Regions from separate parts of the Mus musculus genome. Here region 2 is linked to region 1. The links are chromatin contacts, called in public Hi-C maps. All regions are on one chromosome and are shown on one strand. The core of a region is the stretch at or near the end of the contact, and the rest is flanking DNA. Distances in the headings are between cores, read along the strand shown. Region 1 holds the start of Slc35b3 (solute carrier family 35, member B3). Region 2 holds the start of Zfp169 (zinc finger protein 169).

The links. Hi-C and Micro-C count contacts between places; a contact is called where the count stands out from the background.
Region 2: a contact with region 1 is called in a Hi-C map of CD8 T cells, with 6 times the contacts expected there. The contact joins the promoter of Zfp169 here to the promoter of Slc35b3 in region 1. A contact is called at or near these places in 1 of 39 promoter capture datasets (pre-B cells) and 1 of 484 Hi-C or Micro-C datasets (CD8 T cells).

Annotation. Positions count from the first base shown.
Region 1 is chr13:38,958,801-38,962,799 of GRCm38.p6, reverse strand. It overlaps Slc35b3 (solute carrier family 35, member B3), which reads left to right and starts at 2,263. Exons shown (of 10, transcript NM_134060.4): 1 at 2,263-2,368. 5033403F01Rik (RIKEN cDNA 5033403F01 gene) reads right to left here and starts at 2,181. Exons shown (of 3, transcript NR_131019.1): 1 at 1,578-2,181.
Region 2 is chr13:48,511,167-48,514,929 of GRCm38.p6, reverse strand. It overlaps Zfp169 (zinc finger protein 169), which reads left to right and starts at 1,494. Exons shown (of 5, transcript NM_026450.3): 1 at 1,494-1,635. It overlaps A830005F24Rik (RIKEN cDNA A830005F24 gene), which reads right to left and starts at 1,360. Exons shown (of 2, transcript NR_165458.1): 1 at 1,301-1,360; 2 at 91-796.

The sequences.
Region 1 (3,999 bases), core at 1,014-3,513:
AGGACCTCGGATCCCAGGTCCATCAGTCAAGATCTGCGCAGGTTGGTCAAAAAGTTGTCAGGAGAAGAGAACACCTTCTGAACATTTTTCAAGTCTGTCTAGTAATGAAATCTCAGTTTCCTTGTATGTGCAATTAGTATCTAATTTCCCACTTTGGACCCTAAAAAGTAGACTTTTTTTCAAGAGCTTCCAGCAGCCCCTTCCTTGCATCAACAGCACAGATCAGAGAAGACCTTGTCTGTTGTTAAATACTCATTCTCTGAAGGACTTTACATACTTTGGGGATGCCCTTGTGAGATAGATTATGGACAGCATGCCTTTCACCACTAGGCCTCCATTTTGAGTCTTCAACATCACTATCCACTCAGCATTTATGCACAATGGCCCTTGGCGACTTGGTAATTTACTTTCTACAGAGTAACTCCTTGTGCAAATGGCTTCAAGTGTGCTGGGAGATGACCACTAAACTGAAATACAGTGTTTCTCAGTGGCAATACAATGTTTTTCATCAAGAGTCACGGGATCTGTTTCCCTCTCAAGGATAGAGTTTGGGCATGAGGTTATCTTTTGTGGGAATAGTTCCTTGGTTCTTCTGTTTGTTCTGTGGTTAGTCAAAAGCTATCAACATGCTGAGACTGCGCTTCTTGTCTTCACATTAAGAGTATGCATTCCTCATGAGTCCACAGGCAATGGTAACCCTGTTTCGGATCTAGCTTTGTGGCTGGCCATAACTGCAGTCTTCCTTGCTCCTATTGGCAAACAGGGCTGCTCTTACCTGCTTACTCTCTCACTCACCTCATCCCTAATTCCACGGTAACAGTTGGTAAATGCTTGGTTTTCATTCCCAGTGGACATATCTGAGGGCAATGTGCCACACCAAAGGAATAGGAAAAGCAAAGCAAAGTGAGGCATGTCGTGCCTGACGGGGGTTAGATGAATTCTAAAGTGTTGTTTGGATATGACCCATCAAGAACAAGTTGCAAACCACGGAGAGGGTTTTAGGTTTCAATGAGATGGTAAAAGCCATTAAAGCATTGAGAGCAAAGCAGCATCAAATCCTGCTCTTGGGCAGAATTAGGCTGTAAGGAAGTAAAAGATAATAGAAGCCAGCTAGGCTATTGTGATTGCCTAAGCAAGAGTGGGTGGACCTTAACCCCTCTTGTATTCCAGATTTATATTACCATTTACCTTCTCACCTATGTCCTATAACTCCTTAAGGGCTGGAAGTCCATATAAGCTACTTATAAATTATGCATATGACCCTACACATAGGCACATTCAACAGGTGTTTGATAAATAATGTTCCTTCTTGGCTGACAGTTGTTTTACTGCTACTATTTGCTATTGTTGAGCCATAGAATGACATCTCTAAATGTCTAAATGGGCTTTGTTATTCTCTTTAGGATTTTTTCTTTCCTCCCCTTTTTTTAAAGTTTCAACTTTCATACAAAACTGGCTTAGCAAGGCTGGTATTTTTAAAATGTCTAGCTGGACCTTTTCCCTCACCACTTCAGAGATTCTCTCCTAAGGCATAAATGCTTCCCAATGCCTAATTCTTGTGAAATTTTAAAACTTACACACATCTGACCGGATTGTAACGTTTCTGTTGACACTATTCACCCCTTTTCAAAGCAGACTCTTGAATACTATTCCGGTTAAGGTAATCGTAATAATCCTTATCGCCAAGCCCATCTTGGCATTTTCTTCATTGTATCTCAGTAACTGTAAGTGTAGCTCTCAATGTGGAATAATTTATGATATTTGGCGATCAAATATCAGAGATTTTATAACATTTGTCAGACTCCAAGCCAGGGATTTACATTTCAAGCAGTGAGTGGCATGTCAACACAATCCTGGTTCATTTCTGGCCAATTACAAACCATCATCACTGTAAGGGCATGTGACGCAGGCTTCCTGTTTCTTCAGTCCACCTTGGCCAGAAGGGTAGGAGTGAGTCCGGAGAACTGGGACAGGAAAGTAGTTGAGAAGCAACTTCATCCCTTTGAATCAAAAGGTGGAGGCTGGGGAAAGGGAACCTCAGGCTGCTGAGATCCGGCTCGAGCACTCTAAACCTTGGCATCCTTCACACGCCCCGGCTCACGATCGCGGATGTGAAGTCAACTGGGTCGCAGAAGCCACGAGATGGACAGGACCCTTGCTCAGAGCACGCAGGAGCAGGGTGGAGAGGTAGAAACAGCCGAGGGGGTGGGGAGGGCGAAGGGGCGGAGCCGCGCGCCGGCGCACGCGCACAGAGACGCCTAGGCGGAAGTGGCGCGCAGGGTCCGGCGTGTGAAGACCTTCCGGGGAGGTGGCGGCCGAGGCGGCCGTCGCGGGAGCAGACCCGGAGGCGGAGACGGAGACCGAGGAGGTGACAGCGGCGGAGCTGGGAGGTGGGGGTCTTGCTGCGCGGCCAGGCGTCGTCAGGCAGAACTCGGGTGGGCTCCCACACCGTGTCAACAGAGAAGGTGGACGCCGCCGCCGTCGGGGTGGTCGGGGCGCGCGCTTCCGGGAAGAGCATCGTTCCCTGTTGGCCTGAGAACCCCCGGGCCGGACCCCTCCTCTACCCTGCTCTCTGTGCTCAGAGACTTGGTCTCTCGGATTCCCTTGGCTGTTTTTGCAGTTCAGAGTCATTTCCGGGTCTGTGTCCGCTCTCTCCGTTACCTGGTGACTGTTTGCCTTGCAGCGAGTTGACTGTTCTTGCAGGGCTGCTAAGTTTATGTCGCTGAAATCCCTGTACGTTCTTTCGGGCTTTACAGCTGAATTCTCTTCTCCTTTCTTTCTTCCTACCTTGTCTGTCTATCTTTCCGTGTCTTCCTTCTTTCCTCCTTCCTTTTCTCTTCTTTGGGAAAAACACTGAAAGATTTTGTTAGTTTACTATCATGAGTTGTTTGTTTTGAGTTTTTTTGTTTGGTTGGTTTTTTGTGTTTGAATGAATTACATCTGCGTTACTTCTACAGTAGATTATCAGAATCCCGAATTTTAGTTAAACATTTCTGTTACAAGTGAGTTGAGATAGTTTGAGACTTGGAGGGGAAAGACACTGACAACGTTTGAAAAATATTTTAGATAGCATTACTTCTGCTTAAAGTCTACTTTAAATCCTATTGTTAGCCCTTGAGGGGAATAGAGTTTCGGAAATCACCAGTCTCTCACCCTTTTGTGTGATAAGGTATGGGAGAAATCACAATCTTGTTTTTCTGCTCTTTGATCTTATCCCACACCTGGAACCCAGTTGTGAAGACATGATTGTTACTAGAGCGTTGCAGGTTTCTGGCGAAGCTGGGACTTTTCCAGGCTGTGCACATGATAAGTTTTCCTCCCATTCCAGCTTTGTAATAGAAAGCGTACCTCCTTCACATTAAAAAAAAAAAAAAAAAAAAGACTAGGTTAAGAGATAAGGTGAGGCCAGCAAGCTGACAGGTAAGAGCACCTGAGGCCAAGCCTGTGGCCAAGCCCAGAACCAATAAGGTGAAATGACAGAGAACCAGTTCCCAGGAGTTGTCTTCTGACCCTTGCTTGCCATCTGTGGCATAGACACACAGACTTGTATAAAGAAATAAGCTTTTATTTCAGTGTGTCATTGTAAGGCAACATCACCTGTTTCCGATTGTGTGTGTGCACACACAGTATGTGTTTACTTACTCTAAGCACTTCTTTGACCTCCATTTTAGCCGTTATGTCTCCCTGCAATGTGCCAAGTGTCTGTTGCGCTTTAAGAAGAGACCCAAGGCAGCAATCCACTTCCACAACTTCTTTCTGTTCTAGTTTCAGAGGGTATTATGAGTCTCTAAAGCAAAGCAAGATGTTGGCTATTTGATTTGAAAACTTGTAATCCTGTTCTTGAGCTTTTGTTTGTTTGTTTGGAGACAAGATCTCTGTAGCCCAGCCTTGTGTTAAATTCTCTGTGTAGTTCAGGCTCCTTCCCCCCCCCCCCCCCCCCCCCCCCCCGTACCATAAGGACTTTGTCCCTGTTTGTTTGTTCGTTTGTATAAGATTTAT
Region 2 (3,763 bases), core at 245-2,744, 9.6 Mb before region 1:
CTCGGTAGCCACCTCTCCAGCGCCTCTCCTTATTTCCTAGTATTATTCTTACTGATTTTATTTTTTCTTTATCTGAACAATATAGACCCATTTTACTGGCATGACATCTTTTAATTGAAAACTTGACATTCCATGTTTTTTGCCTTATCAAGTGTGGCGTGTATCCTAAGTATGCTCAAACTTAAAAAAAAATAAAATGAAGTTACTTGTAAACAATTTGATCTTTTCTAGGCTTAGTTTTGCATTTTCCTAGGTGAAACAAGAAAGGCTCGGGGGCCCCATCTTGTCTTCCTATCAAGATGAAACCATTTCCAGGTATTATGTACAACTCTGAAGGCTTTATGGCCTCATAGGAAGAGGTGTTGTTCCTCACCCCCTTTATTCCCACTGACATTTTTCCCGGGACTTTTCCCTGGGATGGCACAGCTGTGTGTCGCGTGCTGTCAGTGTTCGGTGAACGCCCGAGGAAGGAGCCACTGAACCTCTGTGGATTTCTCTGGTCCTTCGTACTGTCCTTTGAACTGAAGCTGCCTTGGTTTCCCCAGGGCCCCGGCTTCGTCTCAGGTTGACCTCCAGGTCTTGCTCGGGTCTCCCTTCTCTGTTCTGTGCCAGAACGGTTTCTCACCAGGGGAGTTCGCTGCTCACTTCGTTTATTGTCCACATCACTGATATTCCTCCATTGTTTCTGTGTGCAGTGCTTCCCCATCGGTTTCTTAGTCCATGTTGTCCTTTTAAAGCTTGTTTTATGTGGAAGACTGAATCTGGTCCCTGTTGACTTCTGCTGTTTGCCACCTCACTTTAAGAAGCAAATGGGAAATAATTTGAAAATACTGCTCACGTCAAATACTAGAAATACAATTGAAAATTCAAATTCAATTAAATTGAGTTCCGCTCAAATTCCTAGTCTTTTCGCAAAGATTTTTGTCTTTCTGTTACAACCAAGAAGTGTTTTTTTGTATGAGCAAAATAGTTTAAAACATTACACTATGAATATCTTCAAACTTAGTTTGCCCTTGTCTTTTTGTAATCATTTTTTAAAAAAAGTATTATTTTCAAGAAACAACACCCACAGTATCCACACATGCTGCAGTTTAAAACACACGACTCACAGGCACGTAAAAAAGAAAAAAAACAAAACAAACAAACAAACAAAAAACCAACCAAGATTGAATTGGCAGGAGGAAGGCATCTAGATAGCACATCTTTTTTAAAAGAATTGATTAATGAGCTTCCTTAGAAGTACGCAAAGATTACTTCGGTTTGGCTTTTCTGCTTTTTTTCTGTTTCTCTAAGATCTTACCCTGTTGTCTTGCAGTCAATGAAAGAGTCCGGCAGTGCTAGGGAGCCCCTCCTATAGTCTGAAGCTTCGGGTTGCAGCCAAGTCAGCATGGGGTGTCCTGCAGTACGCGGCATTCTGGGTATTGTAGTTCCCCCATCTCTAGCGCTGCGTGGGTAGTGAAGTGCGCGCGCGTCACCCCGGTCGGTGTACTTCCGCATCCTGCAGTCGTCACCTGTGCCTGTGGACGATTCTACTGCGGTTCTGGTGAGCGAAAGTGCAGACGTCCTCGGCTCTTGCAGATCCCTCCAGGCGGGGAAGAGTCCGGAGAGCTGGCGTGGGCCACCCACAAGGTTCAGGTGTCTGCCGCTGCTCCATCCTCGATGCGTGGAGTCTTTGGGAGTGGAATCAGCTTCTCTGCCCATCCCGGAGGAGGGTCTCGGTGAAGACCCTGGGATGGGGAGGGGGCCATGTGAGAACGGGGTTAGGGGTCCACTATCTTGTCCTAAACAAGCTACAGGTCAGTCTGGCCTGCTTCCCAGGCTATGACGCTGTAGGTGTGTCCCCTGTGTTAGTGCCAGGTCAGGGAGATTGGACCTGGGGCATCTAGATGTCACCTTTCCACCCCCGCTCTCTGTTGAGGTTTGTGAGGGATCAGAGCCATCCTCCACAGGAACAAATGTCTGAATTGGTGAGGACAGAAGTCTTGGGGAGCTGCACTCATCATGAATTTGGAAATACAGCTTGGTCGCTTGCCTTGCGGGGAAAACATACAGAATTGCCTGGCTGAATGCAACGGCAAAGACCAAGAGACTAGAGCTAGTCTTGAAGTTTGGAGTCTTGGTGTGTGACAAGGCTTGTGTGTGTGGTGTGTATGTGTGTGCGCGTGCGTGCCTGTGTGTATATGTGTGTAGGGGGGAGTGGGGGTGGCCTTTTTACACATTGTGGGCTAATGACCTTGTGTGGCTCCCTTGAGCTCTGGGATCTTCCAAGAGCCTGGAGTGATGTAATGGGAAGAGACATTTCCCCCATGACCCAGGGCTTGTTGGCTCCCTGAATTTCTGGCGGTGTAGCCTGGTTTCTCCTTTTCTCTTTAGTTCTCTGATCTATATATACAACTCATTTTGATTATATTCACCACTGAAAATTCTGTCCCCAGTCCACCTATCTTTGTGACCTATCTTTCTTTTTTGTTTCAAAACCCTTTAAGACTAACTTATGCTGAATTCAATATTCTTGAATATTTCATTGGATTGTTATTGGCTTACCTCGGGCTATATACTCTTAGAGAAACCCTTCTCCTCCTCTCCCAGCAGCTAGTAATTGCCGTAGCTTGGTACTAGGTATTTGGTGCCGAACTCTTGTCTCTGTGCTGAGATTTGTTCTGGTTTGGGCTTGCACGGGTCTTGTGCATGGTGTTGTAACTGCAGTGAGCTTGTATGTACAGTTGCCCTATTGTCTGTACTGGCTGGTTTTGTGTGTCAACTTGACACAGGCTGGAGTTATCACAGAGAAAGACGCTTCAGTTGGGAAGTGCCTTCATGAGATCCAGCTGTGGGGCATTTTTTTGGTTGATGATCAAGGGGGGAGGGCCTATTGTGGGTGGTGCCATCTCTGGGCTGGTAGTCTTGGGTTCTAGAAGAGAGCAAGTTGAGCAAGCCAGGGGAAGCAAGCCAGTAAGAAACATCCCTCCATGGCCTCTGCATCAGCTCCTGCTTCCTGATCTGCTTGAGTTCCAGTCCTGACTTCCTTTGGTGATGAACAGCAATGTGGAAAGTGTAAGCTGAATAAACCCTTTCCTCTCCAACTTGCTTATTGGTCATATTTGTGCAGGAATACAAACCCTGACTAAGACACATTGGTACCAGGAATGGGGTATTCTTGTGACAACCTGATGATGTTTTGGGGAGGACTGTGGAAGGACTTTGGAACTTTGGGCTAGAAGATCCATTCGGTATTAAGAGCTCTGTGGGATGTTGTATAGGAGCTTGGAAGATAATGTTGAGAACAGTGCACAAGATGGAGGCCTGGCTTGTGAAATTTCAGAGGGAAGACTAAAGACTCTTATCAGTGCCGCTGCTATTTTTATTGTGAAGATTCTGTGGTTTTGGTTAGCTGGGGCTGAAGAATCTGCTGTAAATAACAAGATACCAGAACTACTAAAGTGAAAACTTTGCATTACTGGGACTATTGATGCTGGTGAGCTGGAGCTAAGAAATTGAGATGGCTCAGGGGGTAAGAGCACTGACTGCTCTTCTGAGTTCAAATCCCAGCAACCACATGGTGGCTTACAACCACCCGCAATGAGATCTGACACCGTCTTCTGGTGTGTCTGAAGACAGCTACAGTGTACTTATTTATAATAATAAATAAATCTTTGGCCAGATCGAGTGGGCTTGACCTGAGTGAGCAGAAATCTTAAATTCAATTCCCAATAACCAGATGAAGGCTCACAACTATCTGTACAGCTACAGTGTGTACTCATAC